2 separate regions of the Hordeum vulgare genome follow, and region 1 is linked to region 2. Evidence: chromatin contacts called from public Hi-C data. All regions are on one chromosome and are shown on one strand. Each heading gives the region's core, a stretch centred on a gene start, on an enhancer-like site or on the middle of the called end of the contact. The rest is flanking DNA. Distances are from core to core; before and after follow the strand shown. Region 1 has its middle 110 kb from the start of LOC123440472. Region 2 has its middle 8.7 kb from the start of TRNAQ-UUG.

What was found. Hi-C and Micro-C count contacts between places; a contact is called where the count stands out from the background.
Region 1: a Hi-C map of leaf shows a contact between it and region 2, with 2.9 times the contacts expected there. The contact joins two enhancer-like sites. A contact is called at or near these places in 3 of 6 Hi-C or Micro-C datasets (leaf and seedling).

Annotation. Positions count from the first base shown.
Region 1 is chr3H:536,990,196-536,995,523 of MorexV3_pseudomolecules_assembly, forward strand. No RefSeq gene overlaps it. Among protein-coding and RNA genes, the nearest start is that of LOC123440472, 110 kb to the right of the region's middle. Within about 2 kb of position 3,061, at least 3 of the 3 cell types and tissues checked have open chromatin away from gene starts, as enhancers often do. A contact at or near this core is called in leaf, where this site is marked.
Region 2 is chr3H:536,804,402-536,809,884 of MorexV3_pseudomolecules_assembly, forward strand. No RefSeq gene overlaps it. Among protein-coding and RNA genes, the nearest start is that of TRNAQ-UUG, 8.7 kb to the left of the region's middle. Within about 2 kb of position 3,165, at least 2 of the 3 cell types and tissues checked have open chromatin away from gene starts, as enhancers often do. A contact at or near this core is called in leaf, where this site is marked.

The DNA.
Region 1 (5,328 bases), core at 1,811-4,310, 190 kb after region 2:
GCGCCCACCGGAGCCTGCCTCCGCTCGCTCCACCAAGCGTCCCTCGCCTCCGCCCCGCGGCGTCCGATGGCTGGAGCTTGCATCTGCCCGCATCACCACCCGCCGCTGGCCACCTTTGTTGTAACCGACCGGGTCCCCCACTGTCGCATCTGCGCATCGAAAGGGCTTCCGCGTCGATGCCTCCGTCGACCCAGGCATGGCTGGCCCCTTCCACAGCCGACCCCCGCGTGGCCGTCTCCTTCCTCCATCCAACTCGGCGCCGCCAGCCCCTTCCTCCGTCGACCCCCGTGTGGCTGGCCCGTTCCTTCTTCGACCTCGGCGCGGTTGGCCCGTCCTCTGTCAAGCCCCGCGTGTAAACGCATGTGATGAATGGTTGTAATATGTATATTTGCAGCCCTCTAATCTCTATTTTTCTCTATAGATGAATGGTTGTAATTTGTATATTTTTATCTCTATATTGTTCTATATAGATGAATGTTAGTGTGTTGAATGGTTTTCAGTGTGTTAGAAATCTATATATTTTTATCTCTATATTGTCTGCATACAGCTTTGCATCTCTGCCCTCTGCACTTCCACTGTTGCTCATTTTTTATTAAAAAATTAGAATCTTTGTCGTTTGGATTTTATTTCGGTAGACGACAAAGGCACTAACGACGTGTCGTTATGTTACGTGTTTTTTGCCGTTTGGAAGTTTTTATTGACGACCAAATCTTTGTCGTCTACTTGAACGACGGCTGATGGCAAAATTACCCTTTGCGGGCATGGTGTATGCGGACATTATTTGCCTTTAGGGGCTGATGGCAAAATCTTTGCCGTCAGGGGCTGACAACAAAATCTTTGCCGTCTGTAACGCCCTGACGGCAAAATGCCTGATTCGTGTAGTGGTGAGAGTAGTCAGCAGCTTGAAGATGGCCATGTAACCAATTTTGATCTAGTGAAAGAAGACAAAGGGGCCCAACCTTGATCAAAGGTGACCATGTCGTTGATCACCCGGACCATGACCCTCCATACGCAATTGGTGTTTATCTTCAACTTGAAGTCCTAAGGGGCAGCAGGGAAATGCTTCATGAACTCTAGAGGCATAGGAAGGCACTCCAGCTTCGGGGCAAGGGATCAACTTGCATAAATGGGTTGATTGTGCCTTCTCGTGGTAGTGATCGAAGTTCCTCCGCTTGCCACTGGGGGCTCCTCCACCACCATGTTGTCATCCAACGGCGGCACCACCTCCTTGCGCTTGTCCAATGGGGCACCACCTCCTTGCCCTTCTATTCGGCCGCCACCACCTACTTCCGTGCATTATGAACAACATGAAGTTCAAAGATCAACATGCATCCATTCCTACCATCCAAAGCTTCTATATTTACCCACCCTACTTACCCATCACCACACTCATACCAATCTGACCGCACCATGTTCGAGACCACCATGAAAGTGTGCTCGAACTTCACTAGCATCAAAGGCATTCATAAGGAGGCAGGCACTATGGTCAAGAAGGCGATGATGAAGGAGTCAAATGTGTTGATCCCTAACGCAGCAAAGGGCACTGTGTTGGCGGACATCCTTCGCTGGGCCAACTGTAGCGTTCCTGGTCAGAGGGCAAGATGAGCCAAGTACAAGGGGTACAAGGCTCTTCAAAACCAGCGTGCCACAACATTCTCAACTAGGACGTTGGTGGCGCCGGAGGACGACCACTATGCACTACAAATGGTGGTCATATTAGGGATGATAGACTACTCATACCAATAATGAATTCCTTCTTTTCCGGGAGCCAATTCGAAGAGAACTCCCAGGTTAAGCGTGTTTGGCTTGGAGTAGATTTAGGATGGGTGACCGATTGGGAAGTTGGTCCCGGGTGCGCATGAGTGTGGACAAACTGTGCAGAAAAGACTAGTATTGATCTTTGGAGCCAGTCTAGATCCCGCCACGAGTAACGACCATCGACGGGTGTGTCCGGATGTTACACGGCGCCAGAGGACGACCACTATGCGCTACAAATGGTGTTCAGGTGCCGGCGGCACACGACTGTGCAAGACCCATCATTCATAGCGAAAACGACGAGGACGAGATTCCAAATGGTGTTGTGGAGGAGGTGGAAAGACAAGAAAAAAGCTACCCCCCCTTCTAAGCGACTTCAAGGTTGCCGCTGCTAGGATCGATGCTTGTAAGTTTGTTTTACCAAAATCCTCACCCACTGGTAATCCAAAAAGGACCATGTGAAACCGGTGGATTCTAGGATTCATCGGCCGTGTTTCCCTTATGCCAATCAGTAAATCGAAAAGAGGATAAGGTCTTATCGCCATTGCCGATGCGCTGGTCAATCCCATGCTCGCAGGCGTCTAGGCTCTGGTGCTCACCGCCGTTGATGTGAGTGGGGAAGAGGGGAAGAGAGCTGTGAGGGGAGGAAATTGACGGTAGTTTATGTCGGAGCTTCGGGAAACAACATGATGTCTCGATTCCGCATCAACGCGTACAAACCGTCCACACCCACGTGCCTCGGGTTGCAACGCTTGGGACTGGCTCTAAAAAAACATCTGATTCGACCGTTTTTGGTATGCATGCGCATAGATGCTTTATATTTCGTGCGAGCTAATTTTTTTAATGTGCCCTGAACAATCAAATAAGTCAAAATCATTATGCGCGGGTCTGGCTAAACCTTAATGCCGGCTATCAAAGGGCTCCTAAATACAGTTGGGAGTTGGGACATTCATTTCTCCCTTCCTTGCTTCACAACCCTCGGGCGAGAAAAGCGGCCAGGACCTGGCAAAAGAGGATCGCGCTACAGCTACTAGGTGGGATGTTTAGCTCAGTCGAGCCTTAGCAGATCTGTGTGGTACAATGCCGGTGGGCCAACGATCGATCAGTCGATCTCGCACGAGGAGAATGTGTGCGCCGCAATTGCAAGCGTCCCCGAGAAGCATCATGTTCATGCGCATCCATCGACCCACAGCGAGTAGGTAGGTCCGTAGGTACCAACCGGAAGTGGCCAAAACTAAGATTGGCACGCAAATCCGCCCGTAGGCCCAGAGCCCGATCGCACTCTTTACGTTTGATCGCCATCTTTATCAGGGCATTCCTCGCGATCCACTCATCCTGGCGGAGTGGTGGTGGTGGTGGTGGAGAGCGTAGCTACTCCTAGATGCCTACTGATCTCATCCACGGCATGCCTGATGTGATCGGCACGGCACCGCATCATTGGCTCCCTCCTCGGATAAGGAAATTAAAGCGTACGCTTCCATATGATACCGTGGACGCAATCATTTGAGATATAGTAGATGCTATCCAATTTTCGAAGATGATGTGAAGTCACTTTGCTTGTCAGCCTTTGATTCCCGTCCTTTGCCTGGTCATCAGTTGTCAGTTGTCACTGACTGCAGGAGTGCCGCAGGGGATCGGAGATCTAATCTTCCGTGGAATCATTGTCCTTCTTGTTCGGTTTTGTCCTCTTCCGCCACATTCGTTGCACCATATCGTATCCTGCAGTTGCATATCCGGCCTTAGTTCGCGTATGGGAAATGAAAAAATGGTTTTGCGTCTTGGAAGTGACCATGCCTGTGGCTACAGTGCTGTACTAGTGGTGGCTCGGAGGCGAAGAACTGATTTGCATCCACGGAACACATGGCCATCATGGAACACATTCCGGGGCAAAGAAATTGTATTATAGATATACTACTACATGTGGCATGGAACACACGTACGCCCAGAAAATTAGACGGCTACATACGTACTGTAAGTCTCTGCTCACTAGTCTATACCCAGGGAAAGTATCCAGAGATACCAATTCCGACATGCTCCCATCTTTCATTTCAAAAAAAGACCAATTTGAATAATTTAAATATTCTACCAAAAAATTGTGAATGTTCACAAAACCTAGTCTAGGACCCCTAAAAAATTCAGACGCAAATTCGAAATAAACATTGAGAAACAAAAGAAAAATATATATGTGGATAGTGACATTTTTTGCTATTGCCTTTTTATAGCACTATTTTTTTTCGAGAAAATTTCCGATCTATCCATCACTTGTCAAGATAGTAGAATGACCACCACAGGTAATACATCTAAATCCGTAGACCACCTAGCGATGACTACAATCACTCGAGCGAGTCAAAGCCTGGTCGCCATCATCACTCCTACCTCCTCGTCACACCCGACCAAACCTTGTTGTGATAGAGAGTCGAAAAGTCATCGTGCTAAGATACCATAGGACCAATACACAAGAACAAGAATCGTCGTCGATGAAGAGAATCGTAAATTGAAAGGATCTAACATGTAGACACACGGGCGCACACAAATGAAAATCAAATCCAAGCGGATTCACTGAAAGAGAAATGTCGACCGAATCCCATGAGATTCACCGGAGACACACCTCCACACGCCCTCCGACAAGGCTAGACGCACCACCTGGACATGGCTAGGCGGGGAGAAAATTATTTCATCTTTAGGAAGCTTTTATCGCCTCGACTTCCTCAGCAGGACACAAACACCAAACGGATACAAAAAGACACCTAAAATGGAGTTGGAGCCTTCTGGCCGGCAAGGGCCGAGATTCACCGCTCCTCCATGGCCTAAGGCCACAGAAGATGGGGTAGACTTGCAGCGGTACCGACAATAGGCGAGCTACCATAATTTCCTTGAGTCTCTTGAGCACAACCGAAGGGCTACATGTTATGGCACTATTCATGTTAGATTTTCAATTTTGTCTCTCCATGGTAACTTCAAATTTAGATATGATTTTTTAGCGCTTGTAAAATCATGTCTTGTGAACCCTAGAAAAATCATAATTTTTTTAAATGTCTAAATTTACTTTATGAAGGTTAGAATTGTAGGATCATTTATAGGTAACCAATCATCAGATACTTTCCCTCTCGACCCATTAGCTCGTTAGAAATGAAGTGATATCTTAAAATAGGACATCGAAATCTTGTGACTGATCGTTCATTAGAAACAGATCTGAACGATCCCACGCCTCCCTCGTGTGTGTCCAAGCACGCGAAACACGTGAGGTAGATGCGATAGCAACGAGCCCTGTCGATCCCACCCGGCCTCCATAACGCGCGCAACTCGTCAGGCCAGTATGAGGCCCATGAGTGAGGCCGAGCCATTGCTCCTGGCGCACCACCTCACACGCCACCCTCAACAACACACATGAACAACACCCCATTGTGTTCTTATCTCCACTACAAGAAAAGAGCCGCCCTCGATCCATCACCCCCTCTCTTTCTCCCTCGCGACACCCTCAAATCGGCAACATACACATCGAGTTCATCCCCGTTTGGTTGGTTTTTCACGTTTGTTAATTGGAGGACCAAGCCCCAGTACGCAAGTTATGCC
Region 2 (5,483 bases), core at 1,915-4,414:
GAAGTCATCAGATATGTCTTCCTATCGATAGAGACATCATGCCTCCTGAAAGAATGTTCAATCTGTAAAGTTTAGGTTAATTCATACAAAACTTCCGTGTCAAAATGCTCTTAGTAAGCAGTACAAGCAAGTTCGTTTTCGTTTGCGGATACTTGCTCTAGACGTAGTGAATGCATAATGGACTGTGTCAATGCGTGTTAACGAGGACAGCTCGAAACAATCCATTTCTTGCGGTGAAAGGAAAGGAGAAACTTGCAAGTGCACAGACAAGTTGTGGAGTAGCAGACCACCTTCTCCTTCCATCACATTACAAGGCATACAGTTGGCCAGTTCTAATATGAACAGGGGTATCTTTCCGGCCATTCTTGCAGGCGCGCATGCACCAACATGGCGCCCTGACATCTGCCATGCACTCGAGTAGTCCGCCTATTGACTGACCTGAGGCGTGGTGTTTTTGGTGCACACAAGTCTTCGTTCCTGACAGGCGCACCCCGGGTCCCAGCAAGCATGTACTCCTACATGTGTCAGTGACAAGGCACGCTTAGAATAGAGGTTTCCACAGTACTAGAAGTAAACTTGAGAGGAGAGAATAGTAAAAGATTCGAGGACAAGCATGCGACGCAACAGGGGTCTTTGGCAAAACGTCAAAAAGGAGACGTGAGCCATGCATGCAAAGAGGAGACGACGAAGAAAAACGAGAGCATGGCTGTGTAGCAGCATCTCCAGCATGCATGCAAGCGCTTGTCATTCGCATGCATTTCTTGGGGCTTCAAATCCACCAACATGGAACGTTGAAGTTTGAGGCATGGCCATCCCAGGCTTTCAACTCTCGGATCCCAACAGTTCTGCTGCTCACACAAACTAATAAATAAGTAGTACTCCGTATCCAACAGCACCCTATTTGTCTCCCTTTCATGGTGTGTCTTACGATCAACGTATGGTTTTGTAATGTGAGTGTGCGTGTTTGGCAGAAGGTTTGACGACCAAAAGGTTGGGAGTTTGACGACCGATTGCTTCAAAGTGTGAGCTCCCAAACAGTATTATAGGCACAAGTTGGACACTAATCAAACAGCCTCGTGTCTTTTCTTTTGGGGGCATGCGTGGTACAGCAGTACGTAGGTCGCAATGTGTTTGGCCAAACCAAACCAAACCGTTGCCTTGTCTTTTGGAAACAACTCTTGAATTGTTCTCTCTCTTCATGTTTTACTAATTGACGTGGCTTGCTAACTACACTTTGAGTAGCATATTTATGTACCAGCAATTCAGCATGGCCAGAAAATGTCAAACAGTTTGACGAGTGTGGCTGCTTTGCAGGCCTCCCCTGCTGGTTCCTCGGCAAAGGGGATTTGACCTTAGGAACTGGTTTTCGCATCTGCCGAGGCGTTTGCTTGCCATGTCTTTCCTCTTGACCAGAGAGGCTTATCTACACTGTAGCAAAGTTGAATTTTCACTCCTATCTTTTCCAAGAGCGGCGCATTTTCTTCACAATTTAGAACCATCGAGACCCTCGCTTGATTCTTCCGGAGCCCTTAGTCGAAGAAGAATAAGTTGGGATCCCTGCGAGTGAAATAAGTGATATAACTTAGGGAAAATATCATATTTAAGAAGTTTGTCAGTGGGGTATGGTACACTTTTATTTTTAAAGTTTAATTATTTATATATAATATTTGGATACATCTATTTTCAAATAAAATATTACTCCTTCCGTTCACAAATATAAGTTGTTTTGAATATTAAGTATGAACTACATACAGATTAAAATGAATGAACAAATACACTAAAACGTGGCTATGTACATCAAATTTTAAAAAAAGTTAGAACATTTTATACCTGTAAACGGAGGGAGTAGTTATTAGCCATTTCAGACTTCTTCCGAGCATTTGAAAAGAAGTGGAGGTCGAATGTGACTCGGATACTAGGCTTTCATGCTCGAGCCGTCTGGCCGGGTTGTCAGTGTCTAGTCTACTATGGGATATGTATGGATAAATCCGTTCTTCTGAAACTTAGATACAAAAATCATATTAAAAATAAAAATGTTATGATTTTTTATGTATGTTAATTAATATGGATCAGAAACTTAGAGCAACTCTAACAACCCCTTTAAAAATGATCAAATCCGTATGAATTGAAGTTTTCAGTTCCGCAGTGTCAAAAACACCTTAAATAGAGTCAGTGGTCAAATCCGTAAAAAAATATAGGCCCCGAAGAATTCATTCCTGCTATCCTTTTACTTATAGATTTGGAGGCAAAACTGAAGAGGTTCAGTAAACCGGTCAACGCTACGTGACAAGAAATTTTTGCCGTGCGCACACGGGCTCCGATGACCTTCGACCATGGTACTCATCGAAATCTTGTCGAAAACTCGCCGGAAACTCGAGCTACTACGGGGGAGCTCGCCACGACAATGAAGGAGGAGTTGCTGGATAGCTGTTGGATCTATCCGGACACGAAAGAGCTAGCTAGCTAGCAAGCTGTTGGATCGTTCCAGCCACGTAATAGCTAGCTCCTGGATCGATCCGACCACAGATAAACTAGCTTCGTGCGCTGTCCTCGACACAAACAGTTTCACATTTGACTGTTTTGTGTGTGTCTATAGACACGAACGAGAGGAAGAAAAAGACATGGAAAAAAATATAAATGAATATTCGATTTTACAGTATAAGTCTAAGGGGTATGTTCGTCCGCGTCTCAAATCGATCCTTAAAACGTGTTTTTCAAAAACTTTGATCCAATATCATAATTTGTACAAAATCAGTTCATATGTGCGAATGTTCTAGAATTTCACTTGCCCCCCCCCCCCCCCCCCCCCCCCCCCCCCTAAGAAAAGTTCACCTGTGGTAACAAAAGCATAAAAACCATATAGTCCAGAAAAGAAAAACTAAAACTGAGACCTTCCTATACAAAGGAGCTGTCCGTGTGAAAGTGACATATTTGTGTGTGATGACTGAGATGGTGACTGGTCAGTTTAGCTTGGCCACCAAACGAAACAAGGATTGTAAAGCGAAACAAGAAACTTATTTTATTTCCTATAAGAAATCCACATGTTTCTTCTTTTTGCAGGGCTGAGAAATCCACATGTGATGATTAGGAGCGCTCCTACTTATTAAAGCGGGAGTGCTCTATGATTGTCCTACTCCCACCTGTCAAGCCGTCTCTCACATGCAATGCCACCAAGTTTTCTTTTTTTGCAACCTCCTTCGCCCATGTGCCTGTCTCGTGCACGCATCACTGCTGAGATAGGGCGGCGTCGGGCCAGTGGCACGAACGTCGCCGCACGCGCGCGTGCCTTGTCAGGCAGGCAGGCAGTAAGATATGCGCCTCGCCGGTCGCCGTTGCGCTGATCGGAGGGTGGTGTCTTTTGACCGTACGTCGCCACCGCCAACGCCACCGTCCCATGACTCCGCATCACCGGCAGCGACCCCTCGGCCTGGCCGCTGTGCTCCAAACAGATTAATTGAGCTCGAAAAGAATGAAGGAGAATCTCTCAAAAATACAGTAGCACAACAGCTAAGGATTCGAACACCTCTTACTAGATTTTTATATGGGAAATTCTAATGAGGAGCGTGTGCACGGCTGCGTTGGCGTGCAGCCGGTGGACTAGCAAAGATTTTTTTAGTGTTGAATTTTTAAAAAGTTTTATCTCTTAAACTATAAATTCAATTGACAATCCGTTTTCGTCGTTAGCTTTCTTGCAACGAGATCTTCAAAACTAGATCCCATGTCGACATGTTTCGACAACTTTTTTTTTCATCGATAGTTGCCAGATTATTATTATTTAGTTGTTAGATTATGAGACACTTAATAGTCATATTTAATTAACTTAATTGTTAACTTGATAACTGTGTGTATAGATTTTGTGTGCTTGCTAGTTTAACTACGCCGAGTTGTCATATTTACTAACAATTACCAAAAAAAAAAAGATTTTTTGTGGCCTTCGGTTTTAAATATGTTGAGTTGTCATATTTTTGCACGTTATCGTTCTAAAAAAGTTGTTTGTGCTTGCCCGTTCGATTATGTCGAGATGTCATATTTATACGTAATTTCCAAAAAACATGGTGATTAAGTACGAGCAAAAAAAATATATGATCACGTGAGATCGACAATCTTTGCACGAAACGACATAAAAAAAATATGGCAATTAAGTTATTTTTATTGGGCAAATAAGTGGTTAATAATAAAGCAAGTGAGTGGAACAATGTGACAATTACGGAAGGAAAAAAAGTTTGTCGAAACATGTCGACATGGGATCTAGTTTCGAAGATCTTGTCGCGACAAAGCCAACGGTGAAAACAGATCATCGATTGAATTAACGGTTTTAAAGATAAAACTTTTTGAATTTCAAGAGTTAAAAGATTCTTTTATGTGGTGCATGTGCATGCGGCGCCGCTGCATAGTTGTATCCTTTTTATATTCATGTAAAAGCATGCAAACTAAAAACCATACATACTACGTAGATAGATCACTTAGCTACTCCTCGTCGAAGATTTCGACTACCTATGTGTCCTTCAAAGGATACATGCATGGCAGCTGGAGCTCCGCCCCTCCGACTGCTCTGCTCTGGCCTCCTCCTCTTCCTCCTCCTTTTCCGCCTCGAGTTCGGCGAATAGCGCATCGACCTCCGCGTGCTTATGTTAGAGGAACTGCCGGTTGGCCTCCACATCGGCCTCATCCTGGATGGACTCGAGGATGACCTGCTGCCCCGCCGTCTTTTCGGCTTGGGCTTCGATGAACTCCGCCTCCGCCTCCGTCATGTTCGACCCTGGAGTAGGCTACTCCGCCTCGCCCTCCTACGGATCTACCACATCCATCGGCTCCGGCAGCTGCTCTCCCACCTCCTCCTCCGACTGCCGATCCTCCTCCTCCTCCTCCGGCTCCGGCGAGTCCGAAGGTAGAACCGCAACGATGCGGGCGGAGATCCTAGCGTGGATCTCCGCCTCGATCTGCATCTAGCGCTTCGACATGAGCATCGCGTAGGTGGTGATCTTGTGTCAGACCATGGCGACTTCGGAGAACAAGTGAGAGCGGGGGAGAGGAGGCAGACGGGATCAGGTGGCGACATAGAGAGGGAGGAGGTGGATGTGCTAGGGTTGGGGTACATCGACCGTCTTAAATAGCCGGATTTGGCTTCCGGCGATGTCGGTGTCAAAAGTGACAAACCTTTGGTAGGGGCCCGAATTGTGAGATCGGATCGAAGGTAACAGGAGACAAAGAACACAATGATTTTACCCAGGTGAGGGAGTCCTGGACTAGGGGGTCCCAGCCGAGGTGAGTTAGTTTGTGGGTCACGTTAGGGGCTCAACTTGGAGGAAGGACTTTGGAGTCTTTGCACGAGGCGTGTGCATCCATGATTTCGTCGAAGACTTGGTGTGCGCTCCAAGGGAGAAGGATTCCGTTCGACGTATAACGCATAGGTGATAACCGACATTTATGTAACCCTAGATATCCCCAGTGCCTATACAAACCGGTGGGTTTTGTTTGTAGAG